2 separate regions of the Mus musculus genome follow, and region 2 is linked to region 1. The links are chromatin contacts, called in public promoter capture Hi-C maps. All regions are on one chromosome and are shown on one strand. Each heading gives the region's core, a stretch centred on a gene start, on an enhancer-like site or on the middle of the called end of the contact. The rest is flanking DNA. Distances are from core to core; before and after follow the strand shown.

Region 1 (7,089 bases), core at 3,971-6,470:
TGTACTTTAAATTCTGGACATACCCCATATCAATTACTGTTTGAGTAGGACTCGGGCATTTAAGGTTTCTCAGGCAGTTCCAACAAGCAGCCATGAAAGAGAAAAGAAAACTGAAGGAGAGGGAAGAAAAACACTAGAAGCAGCAGGAGGCAAAACACATATTCACCATTTTCATGACTGTGGACTTTTAATAGTATAGAAAATCAGACTATCTCCTTGTCTTAGTTGGGGTTTTACTGCAGTGAAAAGATGCCATGATCAAGGCAACTTTTATAAGGACACATTTAATAGGGGCTAGTTTACAGGTTCAAAGGTTCAGTCCATTATCATCAAGGCAGGAGCATGGCAGCATCCAGGCAGGCATGGTGCAGGGAGTTGAGAATTCTACATTTTCATCTGAAGGCTGCTAGCAGAATACTGACTTCCAAGCAGCTAGGATGAGGGTCTTAAAGCCCACACCCACAGTGACACACCAACAAAGCTACACCTTCTAATAGTGCCACTCCCTGGGCCGAGCATATACAAACCACCACATTCTACTCCCTGGTCCCCAGAGGCTTGTCCAAACATATGAGTCTATGGGGGCCATATGTAAACATAGCATAATAAAAAATACATTTAGTCCAACTTCTGAAGTCCCCATAGTCTACAGCAGTCTCAATAATGGTAAAAGTCAAAAGTTCAAAGTCTCTTCTGAGATTCATCCAATCACTTAATTGCAATCCTTAAGAGGCCATGGAGGGGTGGCCTCTTACTGGCTTGCTCAGCTTGCTTGCATGCTTTCTTTCTTTCTTTCTTTCTTTCTTACTTAATTTTTTTGGTTTTTTGAGACAGGGTTTCTCTGTGTAGCCCTGGCTGTCCTGGAACTCACTCTGTAGATCAGGCTGGCCTCAAACTCAGAAATCCCCCTGCCTCTGCCTCTCAAGTGCCAAGTGCTGGGATTAAAGGCCTTCACCACCATCGCTCGGCTCAGCTTGCTTTCTTATAGAACCCAAGTCTATCGCCCAGGGATGACACCACCCACAATGGGCTGGGCCCTCCCATCCTTGATCACTACTTGAGAAAATGCCTTACAGCTGGATCTCATGGAGGGAGTTCCTCAAGGGAGGCTCCTTTCTCTGTGATAACTCCAGCTGTGTCAAGTTGACACACAAACCCAGCCAGTACACTCCTATAATGAAGAAGGATAAAAGCTGAAGAAGCAGAATCTCCATCCTACCGATGCTTGGCTTATGTCAAATAATAACTACTCCTCCACAATATTTACCAGCTTCCAAGATTTCTTCATTCATTTGACCTTGGTCATCTACCGTCCTCTTATTATAGAACAGCATGGATTTTATATAACTCTCCAAACCATAAAGCTTAAGAGAAGTTATGTTTTTATATGTTAAATACTTAGTTTTTACATGCAGGGCTTCCTAACATGTCGCTCAACAATGAATGCAGTTTAGGCACACAAACAAATTGTCTGAGCCATTCAGATAGCTTTAACGTCCTACTCAGATAATGAGCAACACTATCTTTAGTTTTCCCTTTGATACATTTTCGATAGATGTCTTAATGTAAAAACAAAAAAACAAAAAGGAAGCAATAACTACTTTGCAAATGAATGGTCTCTCAACCATCTTTGGATTATTTATAAATACTTGAAGTACATAGATAAATGCCTATCATTTCAATAGTACTGAACAGGTGAGGTTCAAGTCTTCCAATAATCTAAACTATGTTAATCAATCAGTTATCAAATAGTTAATAAAAAAAACGTGCAAAGCCAGGTCTGTTTAAATCTAAGGTCACAAATACAAGGAACAACAATGACAACACAAACATAAAAACAACCACCACCAGTAAAACAGAACTTCATTGTTCTTTATCACAGTGTAAATGTTCAATAAATTCTAAGAAAATATGGAGTATATTTTCCCTCTCATGTGGTATATGGTTTCTCACAAAATGAAATTTAAGGTGAATCTGAGGAGATCTAGAACATTCTCAATGATTATTTCACTTGAAATCCTACAACTTCCACTGCCTATAGCCATAGCATCACACAATACTCAACAATTTGATCAATGTTCAGTCACGAGCTCCAAAGTGATATTAAATGCCTAGTCTGAAGTATTCATGGATTATTCAAATATCAGAATTGAACCTTTCTTTAGTTTTAAGATTGCTTTTGTAGCAATGGTCCTCAAATAAACTGGTTGCATCATAATAATAAACATATTACTGGCCTATCACAAAAAGCTTTGATCAGAAATTCTTAAGTAGAGAATTTATATTTTAATGAACTGACAGGCAGCTAGGTTTGAGACTTAACACTAGTTAAAAATCGAAATGTGTTTTAGTTTACTAGTTTCCTCACATGGCAAACAGCAACTAGGAAACCTTAACATCTCTCAGAACCACTTGGTGGACTGGAGCTATTAAACTGTAAGGTCTAGGGTTGAGTGCAATATTTTGCCTTCCTAAAATTCCAAGGTGATGCTGACATTGCTTGGAATCTCACCGTAAGAACTGCTCCACTCTTGAAAATTTAACTTTAACTCTTGCTCCCCACCCCAAAATTCCTTAGCAGCTCTAGGCAGCAGACAGAATGAGGTTATACATCACATACAGTTTTGAAGATTAAATGAGAACGCAGGCGGCCAGAACAGCTAGCATGCAGTAAGGACTCTGTAAACATTAGCTGTTTCTATAACTGGTTAACTATGGTTATAAATAAGATTTTTCTGACTTTAACTGGCAAAAAACAAACATAAGCAACTCAGTTTAGAATGAACCTTCTAGCGAAGGCTGCCTGTGCAGATCCTCTTCTGATGGTCTTTGTGGAGACCTTTTTCAAGGCTCCAGTTTTACTTGGCTGCTCCACACCGGACGACCTACTGCCCTGGACAAACAGTCCTCTCTCTCATATGTTTACTCATTCTGGCTTGAGCTGCCTCTTCCTTAAATTAACACCCCGAATAAGCCATCAGTCCTGTATAGTATCTAGAGTTCCCTTACAAAAGTCCCCCAAGCTATCTTTCCATAGGTTCCACTAAAGTCCAGAAGTCCAGCCCCGGAATTAGTAAATTTCCACTAAAAATAAAAAAATTAAAAAGGAAACTGGAGCTCCATCAACTGCTGTTCAACCGGAATACAAACACATAACTGGTTTTCCTGAGATCCCAAAGCATTTTCTAGTGGAAACTTTATTATAAATGATAGCTAAATTCCAAGGCACTAGGAAGAAGTTACATAAAAAGTGTTAAATATTGGTTTCTTCCTGCTAGGAAAGGCAAGCTAGAATAGGTTTTTCGATTATATAAACCAAGACAGTTCCAAGTTCCATACAACTTTGGCAAATGACTGATTCCTCTCCCTCTTCAAAAGGTATACCTCTTTCTGCTGAGTCAGCATTTCTGCCTGGAATTTACCTTTCTGCTGAGTTAGCTTTTTGGTTTGGATTTTATTGCCATTTTAGAGGTAGTTCCTATTCCTGAAATAAACTGGAAGACTTCAAAGAATGCTTCCCAGACTCTTCTCATGCATCTACCAAACCCCAAACACATTTCTTAACCTTTTTGTCTCCTTGTGCTCCATACGTACCTTTCCCAATGATCTGTTTCACACCTGACAATGATGTGAGTGCTCAGGGTTTTGTTTCTAATTATCAAACATTTCAAATTATCAGAAAAACTAAATGAACTACTCTTATGCCTAGTATTAGATTCAATAGTCTATCAATTGTTAAATTTAATACCTTTATAATTACCTAAAAACTGAGATAGCAAGCATTGTACAATTATGAGCCTTCTAGTCATCAGTTTTTCCACTTGCCTTTTCAAAAAATAGCCTATGCTGCAGAAAATACATTCGACAGTCTGAAATATGTAATTCTACAGCACATACAGAATTTGCAGAAAGATCACGACTGTCATTTGTCACACACATATACACAAGCACACTATGGATGCATAACCTCTGATAGTTAGTGAAGAAACTGGAATAACAAGAGCAATGGCAGGACAATAGAATACAGATGCTGGATTCAGATCTAGTTTCTAGTAAACACTCAAAGGTTTTCCTGTGGCAAAATGTAACCAGGGTAAGTTCCACTACCTCACTAACTTTCCATTTTCCGGCTTAAAAATATAATAACCTAACAACCTTCACGAGCCTCTTGAAAGGATGAATGACAATATATGTGCAAACCATGTGGTACTGTTACACACTAATATCAGCTATCGTTATATTATTGCTCAAAAACCACGGGTTTCAGTTAGAAAAAAAAAACTGTAATAGTGAAACAAAATCCTGCCCCGGTATAGGCTAATGCTTAAGTCAGCCATGCTTCCTACTTCTGTGTCTTCCAGGACGCAAAAAGCAAAACGACCATTACCACAAACCTCAAGAATGGTAACTCTCAGGAAGTTGTCCAGAACCTCCAGGATGAGATCCAAAGGTCACTATCTACATGGGAGGACGCAACGCTGTGTAATCGATAAGGCGCGGGTGCGGCATTGACCTGCAACCTCGTCTCTTACCTTGCAACGCCGCTGTGCACACACACACAGTGCTTTTGTTCTTTGGAAGTGGGTGTGGAAAGCAAAGACAAGCAGAGCAAAGGATAGGGAATGAAACAGACACCTCTCCCCACAGAAGAAGCCAAACAACGGCGCACCCCTCGGTGAACGGAGATCCAAATACAAGTCGAACGTGGGTAGCTCCCTAACTAGCGGGACTGCAATTTCGGGCTTTTCAAACTCTAGAAATGAAAAGAGGAAGCGACTCGGGAAGCGGAGGAGAAATCAAGCCTGAAAGGGACCCTGGGGATGTTCTGTCACTCGTCCACAAGCACGCTGCCCTCCGCGACTGTCCGTGGCTCTTGCAAGACCACGTGTCCCGCATCCGCACCGTGGAGCAGAGACAAAGCAAACACCTGGAGGCGGCGGCGAGCCTCGGGCTGCCGGAGATGTCGCCTCTCCCGGTCCTCACCTGCCGTGGCTGCGGGCAGCAAGCGATCTGCGGGAGATGCTTGAGCCCATCCAGGTTTCGGTTCCTCCCCCTTTAATTGCGGGGGCGAGGGAAGGACGCTTGTGCCGAGGCGGCTCTCGGAGGCGTGGACCTGAAGCTTCCCTCGCCGGCCACCGCGGAACCGCTGGCACTGGCACACCTCAGGAGCCTCCGACACGCCTCTTCCCTGCCCGCCCTCCACAGGGCTCCCACGGAAACTGCACCGGCCGGAACAGTTTCCGGCGGACCAACGACCCGCCTGAGCCTTCCTGTTCCACAAGCGCCACCAGAACTCCGACCCCCGGCAGTTCCGCTTCCGGTAGCACCAGATAAATCGCGAGAGGAGAGTTAAAAACCTGCCGTTTGCACTTAGGACCACTTCGGTGAGTGGTCGTTCTAGTGTGTTCTGTCATACCTATTTTTCTTTATTTTTTTCTTCATTTTTTTTAAAAACGGAGACGTAGCCTTCCAGTAACTTTAAAACGGTCCCCTTCGACTGCTCTAAGGACGGGTTTGACTAGCGGAGGTTTCGCGCAGGCGCCGTTTGGGGCGGGAGGGCCTTGAACTTGCACAGCGCCGCGGATGGTGGCTGCAAAGAGGCGAGGACTGTTGGGCTCAGGGAGGTGGCGACTCGGTATAATTGAGCTGTCAACGGTCCTTTTCCTGCTTAGGCAAGGATTAGCGGGACCTAGCCCTCAGGGGTCCGTTAACGAGGTGTCAAAAAGCTTGCGGAGCTCTCCCTTGCCGGCGGCGGCGAATGCTGGACTGCCTTCAAAACTCGAGTGCAGCGGCGCTTGTCCGAAGCTGGAGGAGTTTCGTCCTGCATAGTAGTCACCATTCAGTGTGAAAACGTACACCTGTGTAAAGGAACGAGCTCAAGGGGGGTGGGGTGGGGACCTTAAAGCTCTAAAGGGAAAATACACTTTTTAAAAAAATCTCAATTTTCAAAATGGACCTGAATTTGTCCTGTGCGGCTTTATCTGTATGCATATGGAAATAAAGGGAAAAGAGGCAGGGTATGGTCTGAAGTATTGCCGCCTCAGGCTTATCCCTGCCTCCTCCCAGTTAATATATAATTGTACGGGTTCAGTTTTCAGAGATTAAAGCAGAATAATTCAAAAGTCGGAACCCTAATCCCACAATCCTGTGTTTATTAAAACATTACAACTTTTGTGTTTTGAAGTTAGAATACAAACTTACTGTGTAACCTTTCATTGGCTTTAATAGTAGCTTCATGCTAAAAATAAAAAGAATAGTTAATTGTTTTCATTGGTTACGCAAGACAAAATTATAGATGTTAAGCAATAAGTATTGGTAAAAATATTTGTTGTTCTTAACGTTGTACGAGGAACATGCTGTAAAGACCTAATCAAATATCCTGATGAAATTGCAACACTTTGGTGCTCAGCTTTTAACGGAATGCATATGCCCAGCTGCCTCACCCGAGCTGACCGGCCTCCCTATCATGGGACACAGGGCTGTCCAACTGTGACTCAGAATAAACCATTCTCCTTGGTGCCTTTCCTGCTCATTTTATAGTAACAGTGACACGGTAGCTAATGTGGGCAGCTCTCACAATTGAGAGGCTTCTGTACAGCAAAGGAAACATTTGAGTGAAAAGATACCCTGCATAGTAGGGAAAAACCATTCCCACTAGTAGAAGACTGCTGCCTGGAATGTGCAGAGAAATCAAAATACTAAGGAAAAAATACAGAATCCAGTTTTATAAGTGGGTAAAGGACTGAGTGAAAAATTCTCAAAAGAGAAATACATGTCATCGAAACTATGTTTTAAAACTGTTAAACATCTTTATCCACTAGGTAAATGCAGATTAAGACAAATTTGAAATTTCATCTTAGGCCATTAAGGTCACCATCCTTAAGAGGTCAAATAACAAAATGACAAAAGCATGCAGAGGTGGGAGGAAGGGAGCTCTTATTCAGTTCTGGTGGGGTATGAACGGGTGCGGCACTACATGGGAGTAAGCTCGGGGCCTCTCACAAACTAAAACTAGAACTTCCACGTGACCCAACTCTCCGGCTTCTGGGCATATCCCAGGGTATGTGAATATTTTCACAGAGACATTTA
Region 2 (6,601 bases), core at 2,470-4,969, 650 kb after region 1:
TGATGAGTATGAAGTGTCCCTCGTCTTTTTTAATAACTTTGGGTTGGAAGTCGATTTTATCCGATATTAAAATGGCTACTCCAGCTTGTTTCTTCAGACCATTTGCTTGGAAAATTGTTTTCCAGTCTTTCACTCTGAGGTAGTGTCTGTCTTTTTCCCTGAGATGGGTTTCCTGTAAGCAGCAGAATGTTGGGTCCTGTTTGTGTAGCCAGTCTGTTAGTCTATGTCTTTTTATTGGGGAGTTGAGACCATTGATATTAAGAGATATTAAGGAAAAGTAATTGTTGCTTCCTGTTGTTTTTGTTGTTAAAGTTGGCATTCTGTTCTTGTGGCTGTCTTCTTTTAGTTTTGTTGAGGGATTATCTTCTTGTTTTTTCTAGGGCGTGGTTCCCGTCCTTGTATTGGTTTTTTTTCTGTTATTATCCTTTGAAGGGCTCGATTCGTGGAGAGATAATGGGTGAATTTAGTTTTGTCGTGGAATACTTTGGTTTCTCCATCTATGGTGATTGAGAGTTTGGCTGGGTATAGTAGCCTGGGCTGGAATTTGTGTTCTCTTAGTGTCTGTATAACATCTGTCCAGGCTCTTCTGGCTTTCATAGTCTCTGGTCAAAAATCTGGTGTAATTCTGATAGGCCTGCCTTTATATGTTACTTGACCTTTTTCCCTTACTGATTTTAGTATTCTATCTTCATTTAGTGCATTTGTTGTTCTGATTATTATGTGTCGGGAGGAATTTCTTTTCTGGTCCAGTCTATTTGGAGTTCTGTAGGCTTCTTGTATGTTCATGGGTATCTCTTTCTTTAGATTTGGGAAGTTTTCTTCAATAATCTTGTTGAAGATGTTTGCTGGTCCTTTGAATTAAAAATCTTCATTCTCATCCACTCCTATTATCTGTAGGTTCGATCTTCTCATTGTGTCCTGGATTTCCTGGATGTTTTGAGTTAGGATCTTTTTGCATTTTCCATTTTCTTTGATTGTTGTGCCGATGTTCTCTATGGAATCTTCTGCACCTGAGATTCTCTCTTCCATTCCTTGTATTCTGTTGCTGATGCTTGCATCTATGGTTCCAGATTTCTTTCCTAGTGTTTCTATCTCCACTGTTGCCTCACTTTGGGTTTTCTTTATTGTGTCTACTTCCCTTTTTAGGTCTTGGATGGTTTTATTCAATTCCATTACCTGTTTGGTTGTGTTTTCCTGCAATTCTTTAAGGGATTTTTGTGTTTCCTCTTTAATGTCTTCTACCTGTTTGGTTATGTTTTCCTGTAATTCTTTAAGGGATTTTTGTGTTTCCTCTTTAATGTCTTCTACTTGTTTAGCAGTGTTCTCCTGTATTTCTTTGAGTTATTTAAGTCCTTCTTGATGTCCTCTACCATCATCATGACATATGCTTTTAAATCCAGGTCTCGCTTTTCAGGTGTGTTAGGGTGCCCTGGACTGGGCGAAGTGGGAGTGCTGGGTTCTGATGATGGTGAGTAGTCCTGGTTTTTGTTAGTAAGATTCTTACGTTTACCTTTCGCCATCTGGTAATCTCTGGAGTTAGTTGTTATAGTTGTCTCTGTTTAGAGATTGTTCCTCTGGTGATTTTGTTACACTATATCAGCAGACCAGGGAGACTAGCTCTCTTCCCTGAGTTTCAGTGGTCAGAGCAGTCTCTGCAGGCAAGCTCTCCTCTTTCAGGGAGGTGCAGAGTTATCTGGTGTTTGGACCTCCTCCTGGCCGAAGATGAAGGCCCAAAACAGGATCTTTCCCAGAAGCTGTGTTGCTTTAGCCTGCAGACTGCCAGAGTCCCAGAATCAAGGTGGCCCCCGCGGAACGTGAGGCAGAAGCCTCTCGGGCCGGGTGGACCCCTGTGCTCTCACCAGGGAGGTGGCCGGTTGTCTGTAGCCGAAAATGGCGCCGCCTCAGAGCTACAGCTCTCATCATAGTACTTAAACTCTTTGGTAGTACAATAAGACAAATGAAGGAGGATCATCAGGATTTAAATAAGAAAGAAAAGTCTAATTATCTTTCCTTGCAGATGATACGATTTTATCCAAGAACAAAAAACAAACAAACAAACGAAAAACAAAAAGAAAAAACCCTAACTGGAACCTTCTGCATCAATATAAACACTTTCAGCATCATAGTAGGATACAAAATCACTACACAGACACACAAAATCCCTGTAGCTTTTGTATGTACAAATGACAAACAGAATGAGAAAAAAAAATCATCAAAACACCTTTCACAATAGGGTAAAACAAACACAAACCTTTGGGTAAATCTAAAGAAGTCAGTAAAACTTCAACTGCTTCCCATGTTCCATTTTACCACGGTTCTTTCCATATTTATGTCGTTTTAAACAGATACATGAATGCTCTGTATTGTTTACTAATAGCTTCTTACCCTTTGGAGTGAATTTACCAGTTGATTACAAATTCAGCTCTCTGCTGAACCACACCAAATATTGATTGATTCAGAATATCTTGATTGGCTGTTAGAATAGTGTTCTCTTGGATTTCTATATTGTTACTAGAAACAAAATTTCCAGTGCTTTTCTTGTTTCACAATTATCTTGCTCCTTCTACCTTTGGGTTACGAGGAGTCTAGTATCAGGGAGAAGAAGAAGAATTCTAGCCTTATCATATTTTTTATCCTTAGGAACCCTGCTACATTTATGCTTTTTATTATAATGAATCAATATGAAATTATATTTATGCCAGGTGTGAGGAAATAGTAAACTAGGCATTTGCAGTTATTCATGTAGTGATTATGATGAAAAAATCAAGTCTTTTAATGTAAGGAAGAATAATATTTTATTCTTTGGATGTATACTAATTTTTCCACTTTTAGTCAGTTATTTGTCTGGTGTACCATATTGAAAATCAAGTGGTAAAATTGTTCTAAGCTTCATGAGTTTTGGCAACATGTCGAAATCTTAAGACAGAAGATTGGTTCATCTGGAATAAAAAGATACTTTGTGCATACACATGAGTCAGCTTCATTGTAAGAGAGATGCTGATCTGAAATTGCAATTTTATATAAAACAAGTTACATACCATATACCATGCTCCTTCTCTCAAATGACATTTCTCCCACTAATGTTAGTGCTCCTCTGTAGCCTCTGTCTTCATTTATAGCAAAATATACACCTGCCTTCCTTCGTGTATAGTAGAATATACACCTGCCTTCCTGTTTTTGGCTTGGGATGAATTTTCAGCAGAACTCTTTCTCAGTGCAAATCTGTTCATTCATTTCCATTGCTTGATGTCTTTTATTCTGATTCTTCCTTGTTCTTCTAGATCTTCCATCACAGTGGATTGGCTTAAATTGTCTCATGTTTCCTGCTATTTACTTGCTTTCTTACTTACTTGTTACTAAAGAATCTAAATGAATTTTTTTCAAATGAGATTATCCAGCTGTAGAGACACCACACTGAAGGAAAACTGGCGATACTGATGGTTGGTTCTCAGTCCTTTGTTTACACGTTTATTTCTCCATTCATTTCTTTTACAAATATCAATTATTCGACATTTTGTTCAAGGTTGTTTGATAATATTCACAGGGGCCCCTCTCTTCTCTTTCCCTCCTCCCTCCTTCCTTTCCTCTTCTTACTTTCTCTGTGAAACAAAGAAGATAGAATTCAGTCTTGGAACTTCCGCAGCGTCACTCAACAGGTCTGTAGGGACGTTGGTTCCCTGCACTGGAAATAACGTTCCCTGTAGAGTTCTAGTGGCAGTGACATTACTCACCTCGGCTCAGGGATTGCACGGGTGCCTCAAAACACTCCTACAGTATCCTCGGAGCTGCTTTTGATAAGCCATGGCCCAGGACAAGATAAAACAAAAAGATGCAGTGAAGCAGGCTCAGGTGGTAGACATGGATGAACACCAGAAAACTAAGGAACCCAGGAAATTAGAAATGTTCCTGGTAACACTTCCAACTGCAGTGAAGAAGTTTGCAGATACACCAGATATGAAAAAGTCAGATCGAAAATACAAAGATCCCTCGGAGGAGCCATATGGTTTGGGCTCTCTCGTTTTCCCTTGTTTACAGCGTTTCAACAATGTTAAGTCCTTCCTGACTCTGTCGTTTTTAGCGGTCGTGGCTCATAGTAAGTTGGAGGAGCAGGGTTGCTCAGGCGAGAGGATGTATTGCAGTAGACATGAGGCTGTCACACTGTGGGAAGGAGCGTGTGGATGACTTCTGACTCTTTTTCTAAACCTGAAGGAAAATCAGTTAACCCAATGCATTGCCCTTGCCTTCAGTCTTTGACTTCCTGCTTGACAGGGTGCTTTCCATACTGTGGGTTACAGCTTCATAACAGATGGGAAGTTGGTGTTGAGTTAGTGCATGTTATTTAATGATCAACTTACGTTTGCGTTGAATGCTCGGGAGAGGAAGATAAAACTGAATACAGCATCACCATCATGATTTTTGCTCACATGTTTGAAACACTCTTGACAAACCAGGTTTCTGCCTGGATTTTATTTCCTTACCTTTGAATTGAGGGGTGGTGAGACTTCAAGTGGTTCAGATCGCAGGAAGAAATACATGACTGCTTTTATCCTCATGTTGTCTTCTCCTGCCTCTTGTCTCTTCCTTCTCTTTCTCTTCTATTGTTTTAGTTAACAATTAAATTTTTTGTAATGACTTGGACACTACATTCTCCTTCTAGCTTTCTGTTGGCATTCACACTTAGCAATTGCCAGTGAGAGGCTACCAAAAGTCGGTACCAAAAGTGTAGGCAGAATCTTCTCTGGTTATCTGATTTGGGTGATGATTTTGGCAGCAGGAGCAACACTGAGTGATTGGGGTTCTTGGAGGTAAAGTAGGGAATAGGTGCTCTATCAGCATCAATCATGGATAAGTCAGCATCACTGTGCTCCTATGTCTGGCCCTAGGGCAGTAGACCAGCAGGGATCAGTTGGTTCTCAGAGCTTTAGGAACAGCAGTAAGGATTCCTTGATCCCTGTAATCCAACGAGTGTTTGAGGTAATTGGAGACAGCAGCTATGCTTGCTTCAGCAATGACATGTGATCCTGCCACTTTGCAAACACAGCATGAATGTTAATTTGTCACTATTTTCTGTTTCTATTCCAAGAAATGAAATCTGTTGGTAGCTATTCCTTGTATCACATCATTTTTCCCGTTAGTATGATTATTTTCTTTACACACTGGATGGTGAATGTTCACAGATAACACTGAATTTATATATTTCCTACTCTTTATAATGATTTATACGAATGTATACATTAGTTTTATTTTTTACTTTAAGACTGGAAGTGTTCAGAAATGTTAATCTTCAAAGACAGAATCTTAGATCTGGTACATGGTTATACTTTGAAATCCAACCTGGGTTTCAAATATCTTTATAATTTCAGTTAGAAAATTGGTAAATATCCATTATATTATTTACTAATTCTTCAAAATTTAACATGATACATATAATATAGTGATGAGATGATTCAGACATAATTTATCTCAAAGAGACTACTAATAGTGGTACTTAAAATAGCTTCTCATATTCTGGTAAAATATTTCATGAAAGTTAATAAATTTATTTTTATTTATAGATTTTATTCATTGATAGTATTCTAAAATAATCCTAAATAGCATAAATATAATTTTCTTTGAATGATTATAATGGTGGTCTGTTTCATCTATTAAACTGTATTATACTTTTCTTTCTTTTTTCTTTCTAGGTATGATATTTGCTCTTGTTGATCAGTCTATAAAACTTTACGTGGCTCAACTATCTCCATCACGGATAGAGGAATACTTAATGGATACTAGTGATAATTTTGTTGCTTTTCTGTTCTCAATGTTTGTAGCACACTTTGGAGGTAGAGGAAATAGAGCAAATTGGGTGGCAGCTGGCTGCTTTCTAACAGGAATTGCTGCAATTGTTTTTGCTGTTCCTTTCCTTAATTTTGAAATTATAAAACTGAGCGTAGTAAAAGAAGGTGAGATTTTTTTAAAATATAGCTTCATATATTATGAATATTTATTTAATTCTTTTTGGTTCAAGAAATTGAAAATTGTTTATGATGTGTAATTGTGTCTCCGTTCTTCTATATGTGCTTATGTAACCATGCTTAATAATAACTGTAGTGCTCTGATTTTTCTCTTGCATAGAAAGAAACATTGTTGGATGATTTATAAAATTACTTCTTTTATAAAATTTTAAGGATTTTACAAATCTCTAGAGAACTCTGGAAAGTCATTTTTATTTGGTACTAGATACTTTAATTATTCTGTTTGTTTTATTCATAGCACAGACCCATAGAAGTTCAAATACAGGAATAAGCATACATAGAATGTAGGGGTGACTAGAAAGCTAATCCTTTTTTCAAAGCTGTATGCTACTCTTTGACTACCAATTGAATCTACAAAGATAGTGGTGTTGTGACATTGTTCAGTGTTGATTTAATAATTTTTGTTATTCCTAGTAAATAAGATCTACTTGAAATGTCCTTGGAGTATACTTCTAACACTATTGTCTCAGATTGCTCCTTATTTTATATAGGGTTTTATTGGCAGGTTAAGCCAGTTTTTATCAAGGAATATTCAATAAGGACACATATCCACGTGCATTAATGTTTTTGAAGTTTATAATGTT

What was found. Promoter capture Hi-C pulls out the DNA fragments that hold promoters and counts their contacts.
Region 2: a contact with region 1 is called in a promoter capture Hi-C map of hippocampal neurons, with 5 times the contacts expected there. The contact joins the promoter of Slco6d1 here to the promoter of Ppip5k2 in region 1. A contact is called at or near these places in 2 of 39 promoter capture datasets (hippocampal neurons and maxillary cranial neural crest).

Annotation. Positions count from the first base shown.
Region 1 is chr1:97,764,872-97,771,960 of GRCm38.p6, forward strand. Ppip5k2 (diphosphoinositol pentakisphosphate kinase 2) reads right to left here and starts at 5,221. Exons shown (of 28, transcript NM_173760.5): 1 at 4,984-5,221. Gin1 (gypsy retrotransposon integrase 1) reads left to right here and starts at 5,301. Exons shown (of 8, transcript NM_026250.3): 1 at 5,301-5,384.
Region 2 is chr1:98,417,405-98,424,005 of GRCm38.p6, forward strand. Slco6d1 (solute carrier organic anion transporter family, member 6d1) reads left to right here and starts at 3,720. Exons shown (of 14, transcript NM_027584.1): 1 at 3,720-4,093; 2 at 5,685-5,945. The coding sequence starts at 3,802.